Regions from separate parts of the Mus musculus genome. Here region 1 is linked to region 2. The links are chromatin contacts, called in public HiChIP or PLAC-seq maps. All regions are on one chromosome and are shown on one strand. Each heading gives the region's core, a stretch centred on a gene start, on an enhancer-like site or on the middle of the called end of the contact. The rest is flanking DNA. Distances are from core to core; before and after follow the strand shown. Region 1 has its middle 6.8 kb from the start of Gm38855. Region 2 has its middle 9.9 kb from the start of Gm34872.

What was found. HiChIP or PLAC-seq counts read pairs in DNA pulled down with a chosen protein or histone mark.
Region 1: an H3K27ac HiChIP or PLAC-seq map of embryonic stem cells shows a contact between it and region 2, with 12 read pairs. The contact joins two enhancer-like sites. A contact is called at or near these places in 1 of 39 promoter capture datasets (embryonic stem cells), 3 of 15 datasets of contacts at CTCF or cohesin (CD8 T cells, the NIH/3T3 cell line and large pre-B cells), 9 of 484 Hi-C or Micro-C datasets (the G1E-ER4 cell line, bone marrow-derived macrophages, embryonic stem cells and 2 more), 8 of 115 datasets of contacts at active chromatin or transcription factors (the HPC-7 cell line, bone marrow-derived macrophages, double positive thymocytes and 3 more) and 1 of 9 other capture datasets (adipose tissue).

The regions. Positions count from the first base shown.
Region 1 is chr6:88,057,525-88,063,835 of GRCm38.p6, forward strand. No RefSeq gene overlaps it. Among named protein-coding and RNA genes, the nearest start is that of Gm38855, 6.8 kb to the left of the region's middle. Within about 2 kb of position 3,172, at least 52 of the 459 cell types and tissues checked have an H3K27ac peak or open chromatin away from gene starts, as enhancers often do. A contact at or near this core is called in embryonic stem cells, where this site is marked.
Region 2 is chr6:87,991,739-87,998,445 of GRCm38.p6, forward strand. No RefSeq gene overlaps it. Among named protein-coding and RNA genes, the nearest start is that of Gm34872, 9.9 kb to the right of the region's middle. Within about 2 kb of position 2,488, at least 170 of the 459 cell types and tissues checked have an H3K27ac peak or open chromatin away from gene starts, as enhancers often do. A contact at or near this core is called in embryonic stem cells, where this site is marked.

The sequences.
Region 1 (6,311 bases), core at 1,922-4,421, 66 kb after region 2:
ATTCTTCCTTCCATAACTTGATTAAGATCATTGTTAGAATATGCGGCACAATTCTGGTATTTTATCATAGCAAAAGAGAAGGAAGTAACTAGTACATCACAGAGATGGGAAGCAGCCAGTACAATATCTTACAGACCTGTGCCCTTGAATAGTAACTCCATTCTCATCTCTCTCAACCTTCCCTAGCCCCTATTACTTCAGTTTTCCCTCATTCTCTAAGAAGTCAACTATTCATCCAGGAGTGAATGGAGGTGGAGGTGTAGAAAGTGGGGGAAGGCGGTGGGTGGCACATGCCTTTGATCCCAGCAGTCAGGAGGCAAAGGCAGGCAGATCTCTATGCCTGGTCTACAGGAGCAAGTTCCAGGCCAGCCAGGGTTACATAGAAAAACCCCGTCTTGAAAACCCAAAGGAAAGGAAAGAAGTGAACAGTTCACTACTTTGACCTCTTAAAAATGGAGCCTTGCTGTGTTTGTCTTCACTCCATAGCATGAGTTCTTATGTCGCTCTGGCTGGCCTGGAACTCACAAAGATCCTCCTGTCTCTGCTTCTTGAGATTAAACACGTGTGCCCCCGTGCCTCGTTTGCTTGTTTGTTTTTAGACAAGGTCTCATGTAGTCTATGCTGGCTTGAATTCATTGTGTAGTCAAGAGTGACCCTGAACTCCTGTTCTTCCTGCCTTTATCTCTCCAGTACTGAGATTAGAAGTGTAAGGCATCATGCTAGTGTATGCAGTGCTGGCACTGAACTCAGGCCCTGTGCATGTAGGTAGGCACTCTACAAACCGAGGACCTCAAAATTTCTTTCCTTTAAAAACTTGGGGTTTTTTTGTTTGTTTGTTTTTGTTTTTGAGGGGAAGTGGAGGCTGGGAAATTAACAGAAATCCTTGTGGTCTTTGCTAGGCTCAAAGTCACTAAGGTAGACCAGGCTAGCCTCCAACTTGTGGTGACCATCCTGCACCACCTAACCTCCTATGTGCTGGAATTATAAGCTTGTCTACCACTCTCTACTTTCTCATGTTCAATAAATATGATGCTTTGTTTAGCTCTTCATCCACTGGTGGACATTTGGCTTTTATCTGTTGGCTACTATGAATACTCCTGCCTGAACATCTTTTCAAATCATAGTTGTACTTTAAAAACAATGTGTGGTGCTGGGTTAGACTTGGGGCCTGGTACAAGCTGAGTTCATCATAGTTCATCACTGAGCTATAGCCCCAGCTCTAAGGACATTGTTCTTCTCGGTTGGGTTTGACTTTTCTTGCTAAAATGATCTTTAGATTTATTTGTTTGTTTGTTTGTTTGTTTGTTTATTATATGTAAGTACACTGTAGCTGTCTTCAGACACTCCAGAAGATGACATCAGATTTCGTTACGGATGGTTGAGAGCCACCATGTGGTTGCTGGGATTTGAACTCAGGACCTTTGGAAGAGCAGTCGGCGCTCTTAACCACTGAGCCATCTCTCCAGCCCCCGATCTTTAGATTTTTTAATGTGTTGATTTATTTATTTGTTTGTTTTAAGTGTGTGAGAGTTTTGCCTACCTGTCTGTATGTGCACCAGTTACATTTCTGGCACACCTCTGAAGAGGCTGTTGTGGAGATCAGGAGAGACGGTCAGGGCTCTAGAACTAAAATTACAGATGTTTACAAACCTCTGTGGCTGCTGGGAATCCAAACTGGGTCCTCTGCAAGAACAGCAAAAAAAAAGTTGTACATCAGCCAGATGTGGTAGGCAGCACATACCTTTAAGCCCAGCTCTTAGGAGGCAGAGGCAAGATGGTCTCTGTGAATTCAGGGTCAGCCTGGTTTATTTATCAAGTTCCAGGATTGCCATTGCCATATAACTACATAGAGAGACCTTGTCTCAAAATAAAACAAAACAAAAATAATTCTCCACAGGAAAAGTTGCACATATTTAAGGCATATAATATATATGCACATATACATGTTTACTTATGTTTATGATGATTCTATTTAGGTTCTTGTTTTCCATACCAGCTATACTACTTTCTTTCCTGATGTTGTGGGAAATATTAAAAAGAAACCCGCACATTTCCTGCACTTGAGTTGGCAACTCTCTGCCCCGGTGGCCTGGCCGGCCATGCACTGGCGGGCAATGGCTGACCTGTTTTTAATCTCATGGAGACTCTCTGGCCCAGAGCTCCTGAAATGTCTCCACCGAGCTTGCCAAGTTCCCATTGGTAGTTCGCTAACACGCCAACCCTGTGCTTCAAATCCCCCATGGCCTTTGTGGCGCACATCAGGCAAACTCACACTTTGCCCGCTCTACTTTTCTCTCTAGAACCCAGATGAGCTGCTGTGTGAAGGAAAATGCAGCACAAACTTAGTTCAGAAACTACAGTAACTCAATCGCTGGGCGCAACAACGAAAATCTTAACTTGTAAGCCTTATTAAATCAAAATCCTCCAGTGGCGAATCCTGACTTATCTGCGCCATTGAAACCAGTAGACACTTGTAATTACATCTTGTCCTCACGCTATCCCTGTTCAAAAGGACCTAACTCTCTCCTGATTCCTCTCTTCTCCTCTCCAACCCTAAAGTCCCATCTACTCGCCCAGTAATTGGCTCCTTTATTCATTAGGGATTGGTTCACCAGAAGTCACCTGAGTATGACTCACTCCTTGTCCACAACCCCTCCCAGGAGAGTGGAATTAGCATCAACATACAAACAGCACCCAGCCAGTCCACAACACTTCTTTCCATTTCTTTTTAGCTTTTGTTTTTATTTGCTTTAGTAATACTTAATCTTGTTTTGTTTTTTCGAGGCAGGGTTTCTCTGTATAGCCCTAGCTGTCCTGGAACTTACTCTGTAGACCAGGCTGGCCTCAAACTCAGAAATCCGCCTGCTTCTGCCTCCCAAGTGCTGGGATTAAAGGCGTGTGCCACCACCGCCTGGCCAGTAATAATTGTCCTAACTAATGTAATATGGTCCTATTGCAGTTTGGTTTTTGCTTCTCTCATCCTAGCACTATTGAATATTATTTCACGTGTTTATTGACTCCCCAGGGTAGAGATGCTTGTTTAACTCCTTTGCTCACTGTCATGAGTTGTATTATGAAATGTTTGTTCCGTACACGGGGCTCACACCCTACAGCTTGGTCTCCAGATGGTGGGGCTTTGGAGGGGATGGATCCTCACAGTGTTAGTTAGTTTCATCATGGATTAGCCCATGGCTGGACTATACTGAATGGGCATTCCAGTGTGCTGTTGAGGGACTATGTGGCCCCTGGTTCTTTCCCCACCTTCCACTTCCTGGCCACCTGACCACTTCCTGCACGTCACCACATGTTCCCTTTCATAATGTTCACCTCAGCACAGCCCACACTGGTGGAGTCAAGGAAGTAAGGTCTGAAGCCTTGACCAAGTCAGTCTTTCCTCCTTTAAGTGGTTTTTCCTAGGCACAAAACAAGCACACTCATTCTTGTTTGGATTTCGTTTCTTAATTTATAAGGAAATAAGCTAGGCCTGGTGGTGGTGGTGGTGATGGTGGTGGTAGGACACCCTGCCCTGTAATCTCAGCAGCTGTGAAACTGGAAGCAAGAGGACCAGGAGAACTAGGAAAGCCTGGGATTCAGGAGACATTTTTTTTTTAAAGATTTATTTATTCATTATATGTAAGTACACTGTAGCTGTCTTCAGACACTTCAGAAGAGGGAGTCAGATCTCATTACGGATGGTTGTAAGCCACCATGTGGTTGCTGGGATTTGAACTCCGGACCTTTGGAAGAGCAGTCAGGTGCTTTTACCCACTGAGCCATCTCACCAGCCCTCAGGAGACATCTTAAAACAAATAAGTTAACTGGGAAAAAAAATCAAGACATATAGTATAATAAACAAAAATTTTCTATTTGATATATTTTGCGTAGTGCTCCATAGAGTTCTATATTGTTGTAGTGTGTTGTTTTAAACTGTGTTGTTCAACAGCATCATGAAATATAAGAAACATACATATTAGGGCCTCAAAAGATGGCTCAATGGTTAAGAGCATTGATTGCTCTTCTAGAGGACCCGAATTCTGTTCTAGGCATCCAGCTAGTGACTTGCAACCTTCTGTAGCTCCAGTTCCAGGGGATCGGACTCCCTCTTCTGGCCTCTGAGTGCACCCGCATTGCAAGAGGCACACAGACATGAATTCAGGCAAAGCACTCATACATATAAAATAAAGCTAATTTAAAAAAAAATTAAAGAAATATACACAATTGCTTCCTGCCCTAGAAAAACCCTCGCTTAGGATTCTGGGAACCTCTTTAATTTCCTGAGCAATAGGAGTGCGTGTACGATGTTTTGTCCTCATGCTTGATTTCAACCATGACTCTGACACTTGAAACGTCAATCACTTGAAACTTCCTGGGTTATATGAGCATTTTTTTTTAATTTAAAAAGAGGGTTTCTCTGTGGAGCCCTGGCTGTCCTGGACCTCGCTCTGTAGACCAGACTGACCTCGAATTCACAGAGCTCTGCCTGCCTCTGCCTCCCAAGAGCTGGGATTAAAGCCGTGCACCACCACGCCTGGCCTGATATGAGCATCTTATGATCTAATAAACAACTATTGCAGAAAATGAAGATGGTGATGATCACCAGCTGTTTCAAAAACCCAAAGGATGGGGTTAGGCAGCTCCTGGGGCTGACTGTGCAGAAGCCCCCGGGGCGAGGGTTGCACACCTGCTAGGATGTATGAGCCTAGAGTGAAGAAGCTCTGAGCCTCTCTCCACACTACACCCCATGCTCTCTAATGGTATTCTCCATGCATGCTCTACTATAACTGATGGGCGTCAACAAGTGCTTCCCTGGGTTTTGTGAGGTTTCTTCTTCAAGTTTAATGGTTTTAGTTCTTTTTAGGGTTCCGGTAGATGTTATAACCCATTGAATTAGAACAGTATTTGAGAATCCTGTTGAGAGGTCTGTATAGATTTCTCAGCTCTTAAATGTCACCCCCTGCTTCAATCCCTTGCCCCATCCCACTGGGCTCAACTTGGTCTACCTTACACCCCTTCTCTGATTTCACTCAGTTCTAGGCACCTTGCCATAACATGCTGTTCCCCAAACATGCCAAGCACATTCCACATCAGGGAACAAGTACTCGGTGTTCCTCAAGCCAGGAGCATCTCTTCAGGCTCCCAATAATCTGACCATCCTAACGAGGTCACCCCCAGCCCCCACAATCCTGCTATTTTGTTCTTCTTAGGATCTACAACTTGTGCTTATCTCTGTTAGCTCACCGTACCGTCTCAGGAGAACAAATACTCTAGGAAAATGCTAGAGTTTGAACGTGATCCCAAAGTTCTAGGATTGGAGATTCAACCTTCGGTGCAACAGGATTTTATATGGGGGCTAAAGAGGTAAAGGTCCAGGGGCTCTGCCCAAAAATGGACTGATGAGTGCTGCAGAGTAAGGTAGTTACTGAGAGTGAATTTTCTGGCTACCAAAGTAGGTTGGGACCTTTCTTGTCCTTTTGCCTTCTGCTACGGATCACATAGCATGAAGGTGTTTACCATATATGCACCAAGCTCCTGGACTTCCCAGCCTCCAGAATTGTAAATCAGACCTCTATTCTGAATAAATTGTTCATTTTACAGAAAGATGAGAAAATGTGCAAAGGAAGAAGATAAAATCTTGGTCATTTACATTATAATGCACCTTCAATTAATCTTGGTGGTGTTGTGTATCAAACATTGGGTCTCACACAAGGTAAACACACATTAACACTAAAGCTGTCAATGTGTGTGTGTGTGTGTGTATGTGTGTGTGTGTGTGTGTGTGTGTGTGGTGGATGTGTGTGCACAATTTTTGCTGGTTAACATACATGTGTATCAAACATTAGGTCTCACACAAGGTAAACACACATTAACACTAAAGCTGTCAATGTGTGTGTGTGTGTGTGTGTGTGTGTGTGGTGGATGTGTGTGCACAATTTTTGCTGGTGAACATACATGTGTGATAGAGGACAGAATTCAACACTGGGCATCTTCTCTAACATCTCATTTGTGTGAGAGAAGGCAGGCACATACCATGGCACATGTATGGAGGTCAAAGGTAGCTTATGGAATCCATTCTTTCTTTCCACCGTGGGGACTATGGGGATTGGACTCAGGTTTTCAAGCTCTGGGAATCTGCCTGTCTCTGTGTTGTGAGGTCGCCACCAAAGAATACTACTCAAACATGGGTTTAAGTCAATAGAAAGTCTTTATTAGTCAGCTGGTGACAAGTGTTCAGGATCTCCAATGTAGTCATGAGCCTTTAATCACTATATATATACAAGAACTTCAGTTAACAAGAACAGTTAGACAGAAGC
Region 2 (6,707 bases), core at 1,238-3,737:
TCTATTAGGAGGTGGTCAGGGCCCCTAACACATCTGTGCCTTGTCCCAGCCTCTATCTTACGTGAAGAAGCTGAGGTCCAGCAAAGAGGTGGGCCCAGGAGGTGTGTTGGAATATAGTCCAAGCAGACTTCCCAGCTCCTGCTCTTGTCATTGTCCAGCTAGCAGGGATCACAGGGGCACCTGGCTGGTCACATCATGACAGATGAGAAGCCACAGGGTGGGCAGGGAATGCAGAGTGAGTGAGTTCACTCAGCTTCCTGGGATAACCATTAAAGTTGCTCAAAGATAACCATCAGGTGTGCCAAAGGGGCTCTGCATGTGTTTCACTGGCAAAGGGCCCAGAAACTGCCTCTAGCTTCAGGGAGACCTCCCCAGGGAAGGGATAGCTGCTATTTGTTGCTTAAGCAGCATGCTTGCTGAATGTTAATAAGGCTGAAAGACGCCCCTCCCTGCTTGTTATTATTGACATAACAGAAGAAACAAATTAATTTTTCTGATAATTGTAGACTCTGGGTCTTCTCTATGTAAGGTCAACTCCTATGTAAACATTGCCCCAATAAAACCTATCAAATACTTTGTACAATTCCACCAAAAGGACGTTTCTGTCCTTTTCTCACTGTGTGCCACAGAAGGAATAATCGACATTTGGACATTTGGTGGGGAGTGTTCATTTTTCAAAAATTTTGAATTCCTCTGTGTCCCTCTGCCCCCAAGAAGTTTCAGGCCCTGTTGTAGACAAAGGAATTTTCAGTTCTGTAACCTAGCTATACTTTTTACTCTAAAAAAATGGTAGTTTATATTTATTCAAAGCAGGCTGAGACGGCTCAACACTGATCCCTTGCCTAGTAGTCCTGAGGGCCTACATTCCATCCTGCCACCAAAAAAAAGAAAAAAAAAAAAAAAGAAAAAGAAATATTCTTTATCAGCTCCATAATTAGCAGACTTAGCTTTTCTCCTTTAGAAGTTCCCAAGTTAGATTTAGATTTAAGTGAATTTTGTTTTAAAGTTCAGGACAAGAAGGCCCTCATGAAAAGCAACCACTGACCGACCACACTGGCCAGAGCCATGGCTGGCCGTGGGACGACGACCTCATCCCTAAGACCCTCGGGACTGAGGAGCCCTTAACTGAACAGAGCAGAGCTCAGCATGACCCAGCCAAGAGGCTGGAGCGTTCCTGTCTGTGGCTCTGTGCCTGTGGCTTGTGGTTTCAGAGTAGTGTTAGCTATTCATCTGGAAGCAAGGGTCAAAGTTCATGTCTGGGGTAAATTGCACAATGAGCAGTGTTTCCCCAGCCTTAGGCAGTACAGTTTTTCACTGTTAGACACACCAGTCAGTCCTGCCTCCTCACTCCTAGTCTTGAGTAAAAATGTTTTTGTTTTTTTGTTTTTTTTGTTTTTGTTTTGTTTTGTTGCTTTTTAATGTTCCTGTGCCATAGCTAAAGTAGAAGAGTGTCAGGGCACAGAAAGTCAGGGACTGGGGGTTCAGGGCAGTGGCTCCTTTCATTTCTGGGTGGCCCAGACCAGGATCAACACCATGGGCCAGGACTTTGGGCACTTTGTAAGCCTTCAAAATACTTCAAGATAAAACTTCAAGAGTCGGGGGTACATGCCTTTAGTCTCAGTACTGGGGAGGCAAAGGCAAGAGGATCTCTGAGTTGGAGAGATCCTGGTCTATATAGTGAGTTCCAGGATAACCCTGGCTATGCAGAGACCCTATCTCAAAAAAAAAAAAAATCACCCCAAAAAAGGGTGAGCAGATCCCTGGGGATAACCTAGGACCACAGTGGCCTTGATCTAAGGAGTTTCTGCCCTCGCCCATCCAGGTTGGTCTTCTGTTACTAAATACCGAGGCCTTGGGCTTTGATTTTATTATTTTTTTTGAAGCTTAAATTAATCCTGCCCCCATCCAAACCAGTGTCTCCCATAGCCTGGAGGCCTGAACAGCCTATTCTACATGGGGGCCCTTCTGTGATTTCAGCTTAACACTAATCTCCCACACCCTTCCTCATGCCCCGTGACTCCACACACCAAGTAGGGCTGTCCAGTGCCATTCCTGCGACTTTTACATGTCTTTCCTCCAGGGCACCTCAAGTTCTGGGACATTTTTGTGCTAGCTAGTCTCTTCTGGTCCTATCGGCCAGTCTATGTAACCAAGTTCCGTGTAACTGGCACTCATGCTCACAAACTTCATCTGCCTAAGTGAGCTAGGAAGGGCCTCAGGCCAGGTGCTGGGGACAGGGTAGCCAGCCCCATCCAGAGGGCCTCAGGCGACCCACAAGGCTGTTGCCCAGCTCAGATTAGCAGGGATGAAGGAAGAGCTTGTGGCTGACATGGTTTTGGCCCACTTAGGATGGCCCAGCTCCTGGAAAGATGCAGCTGCCTCCCTGGTTCTCGGGTTGGAAGGCAGCAGCACCTACAGTCAGTCCCACTGCCTTTCAGCTCAGCAGTTGGCCGTTGGGTTAGCGTTGGGAACACTCCCCGCCCCTCCCCCGCCCCCATCCTATCTCCATGGAGATCCACACTTTCCCCGCCCACCAGCCACAGAGGCAGAGGCGGGGAAGGGGGGCAGGGGCACCGGCACCAGCACCCCTGCGCTGCAGTCACAATGCCTTCTTCTCACAGACCCTTCTCCAGCCAATAGAAACTAGGGAGGATGTAGTGGGGGTCTTGAAAATGTGTTCGGTGGCCCCAAGGCCGCCCTACATTAGTGTTTACTGCAGCCACGCCCTTGTCCTATGGATCTGGCGACCGGTTTCCCAGAAGCCAGAGAGGGAGGCTTCAGGGGGTTCCCCATGGACCATATTCCAGGTAATTTGAGGTCATTGCTTTGGAGACTGCGTCCCTCCCACACATCAGGTTAAAGTGTCTCCTCTTTAGTTTTCGCCCAGAAAGCTGAAAGAGACAGACGGACAGACAGACAGACAGACAGACAGAGACAGACAGACTGACAAACCTGCAAGCCGACCTCTGGGGTGCCACAGCCACCTGAGACTACCAGACTACTGGCTGGCTTCTCCAGTGACCATTGGGTGAAGAAAGGCCCTATTCCTGTATTTTCCAGGCCTGGGCAGCAAGCACCTTATGGCTCATTATCTCAAATCCAGAACCCTGGTCCCTGCAGTAACAGGGACATATAACAGCCCCATATGGCACACCACTAACATTTCTTGTCCTTTTACTTATTTAATTTCCTTTTGTTCCAGGAAATTTAAAAAGCAAAAAATAAAAAACACCCCCCCCCAAAAAAAAACAAAAACAAAAACCAAAAAACAAGCCAATAAAACACCAAGACAACAAACCAAAAAACCCAAGCAAAACACAGTGCTGGTCAGACCCCTCTCAGGGCTGCTCAGGCTTGGGCCAGGGAGAAAGTACAGGTGGACCAGGCACATGATGGATTAGAACAGGAGGGGCCGAAGCCCTGCAGCCTCATGTGGACCCCAGCATACATGGCATACTGAGTGTCCTTTGTGTGGGGTTTTATCATCTTTTTTTTTTGTTTGTTTGTTTGTTTTGTGTGTGTGGTTTTTTTGTTTTGTTTTTAAAGATTTATTTATTTCATGTATGTGAGTATACTGTAGCTGTCTTCAGACACAACAGAAGAGGGCATCGGATGCCATTACAGATGGTTGTGAGCCACCATGTGGTTGCTGGGAATTGAACTCGTGACCTCTAGAAGAGCAGTCAGTGCTCCTAACCGCTGAGCCATCTCTTTAGCTCTGTTTTTTAAAGTCATATCTTACTAGGAGAGGGACATGCCAGAAGAGGGCACTTGATGGCCTGGAGCTGGAGTTATAGGCAGTTGTAGCAGCCAGTGCAGTCATACTCTTTAAATTCACTGGGTTTCACCCAGCCTGGTAGTACATGCCTGTTGTCATCCCAGCATGCAGGACACTAAAGCCCTGTTTCCAAACAAAGCCCTCAGATTAAAGCAAAACTGAAGACAGCTCTGTGGCTGCACAAATGGGACCACAAGCTTTGACTCTGGCTACTCCCAGGGGAAGCGTGGAGAGCTGTGGCAGACTTCCTGTTCCCAGAAGGTTAGAGGGTATCTATTATGGACTGATAGGGGAAAGGGGAAGGTCCAGGAGCCCTAAAAAATAACCAAGGCAGTGGCAGTGTAACAAACGGCTTCCAGCCCCGTGCTTCTACTACACTGCCTGCGTGAAGTTGCTAGCTTTCTTCTCTCAGGGTCTCTTCTGTCTTCCCCAGTTCAATTTTGTGTTTATGCCAGAATGAATTCATCAACTCTCTCTCATCAGCCTTCACCCATTACATTTCTTGAGGGTTTACCAGGATTTGAGGAGACCTACAAGGTCATATGTCCAATGGAAAAATCTCGGCAAGGAACTCAAAGGTGGCTGTGACCCACCCAGTACTCTGAGGGTCCCTTCTGATCTAGGGGACCCACTGACTACAACTCCCATGGTGAGACCCCATCTCCCACCTCCATCAGAAGGGAGAGTAGAGGCTCTGAGGGTGTGTGTGCTGACCTTTCCTGCAGGAAGGAGATTGCTCCCTTGAAAATCCGTCATTCCTAAAAGACTGCGAACTGCACCTCAAGAAACCCAGCAAGGAACAGATAGTCTTCCCAAGGAAGAAGGTGTGAAGAGGGTAGATTCCCCACTAGGAATCTGTGAATCTGCCAGATAGAGCTGCCTTCCGTCAGTCCTGGCTCTTGGGCACTTCAGCTGGGCTGTGAGTAATAGCTAAGTGGACAACCTGGGGGAAGTCTGGTTGTGGCTTCCTGTGCCAAGTCTGCAGGCAAAAGTTGGAGTTGTCTTCTTTTGACCTGAGAAAGGGATGCCAACATTGCTCTGAGTTCAAGGTAGGCTGTCTGGAATTGAGAAGCTGCTGGGTGAACTAGGATGGAAAGCATTGTCTCCAAGGAGGGACTCATCACGGCTGATGCCAACGATGTCTGCCATCTTGGCCTTCCTTGTAGCTCTCAAGAGGTATGAATGTTCCTGTGTGAACGCTGACACAGGGGCTGTGGTGGCAGGAACAGGGTTAGCCGTAGCTAGACTGTGTGTGCATGAAGTGTCCTCTCCACACACATTCCTTCCTCTAATCCAGGCCTCCCCCACGTCGGGGGTGCGCATCTGTTGGCCTTGCAGCAGACACCATGTTGGCTGTGAGGCCCTGTGGGGGAAGGCTTGCCTAAACACACATGAGGCCTGGTTCCTATCCTCAGCACTTGCAATAAATAGTCGGTGGGGAAAAGAGAAAGGAGCCTTCAACGCACATGGTTTTCCAGGTGCCAATAACAGCTAGTGGCAAAAGGGGATCGGCTTGCTGGGGTTTACTTCGGAGTTGTTCTTGAATGTTAGGTCTCATAAGAAGGAATTCATTAAGGCCACAGAGCATTTAAAAGGACATATGCGGCAAATATTCTGGAAGCTAGAGAAGGTAGCCATGCCCATGTTTTTATTTTTTTATTTTTATTTTTTAATTTTTTTTATTTTTTAAATTTTTTCATAGTCTTTATTCTTACAAACCCTTGTGTCGAGGGCTGACTTTCTTTTTTTTTTTTTTTTTTTAAAGATTTATTTATTTATTATGTGTAAGTACACTATAGCTGTCTTCAGACACTCCAGAAGAGGGTGTCAGATTTCGTTATGGATGGTTGTGAACCACCATGTGGTTGCTGGGATTTGAACTCAGGACCTTCAGAAGAGCAGTCAGTGCTCTTAACCGCTGAGCCATCTCACCAGCCCCGAGGGCTGACTTTCAATAGATCACAGCGAGGGAGCGGCTCTGCTACGTACGAAACCCTGACCCAGAAGCAGGTCGTCTACGAATGGTTTAGTGCCAGATTCCACACGAACGTGCGTTCATGCCCATGTTTTAAGAATGTTCTGCAGAGGGAGACAGGATTTGGAGGACATTCCAGTGTATCTTTTGTCCTTTAGATGGGTAATCAGCAAAGGCTCTCCCAGATTCTCCTTACCACCTGACATCTCTTGGTCCCTAAGAAGGGGACACTGGTTAACAAACCGCACAGCTGTGCGCAGGCTTTATGGCTTGAGAGGTCAGACTGGCTTCTTACTGGAAGAAGCGTAAGAGGCGAATTCCTATGTTCCCTAAGTATGTCAAAAATTTTTCCCAGCTGGGAGTGGTGGCGCATGCCTTTAATCCCAACACTTGGGAGGCAGAGGCAGGCAGATCAGGAGTTCAAGGCCAGCCTGGTCTACAGAGTGAGTTCCAGGACAGCCAGGTTCTACTCAGGTTTGGGGGGAGGGGGTGTATATGTCTGCAAGTGACTGCATTGGTAGATGTTTGGGTCCAGAACAAGCAGATCAATACTGGCTCTTGGGCGCCCCCTAGTGTATCAATAGGTAATGAGCTGGCGCCTATCCACCACCTCTCTCTGCATTAGGTTCTTTAGCCAGCTGTGGCTGTGAGGTCATGTGAGGCTGGAGCAGAGCACCCATCACATAGGCAAATGGGGCTTCTGGTTCTGGTTTTTCCAGAGCTTGTGTGGTCTATTAAAGGAGAACAATGGGACATAATAGGGTCTGAGCCATGGGTAAGATATAGACCTCACTAGCTGCTCTCTGCTGACAGATTGGGAAAGAGAGGCTGCCAATCTGACCCAGAGCAATCTATTCCAAGAAAGGTTAAGATCAGCTGTGCCTCAAACACCGGGCAGAATTAGATCTTCAGGAACTCAACTGTCTCCTTTTCCTTTTGTCAGGAGGCATGGCC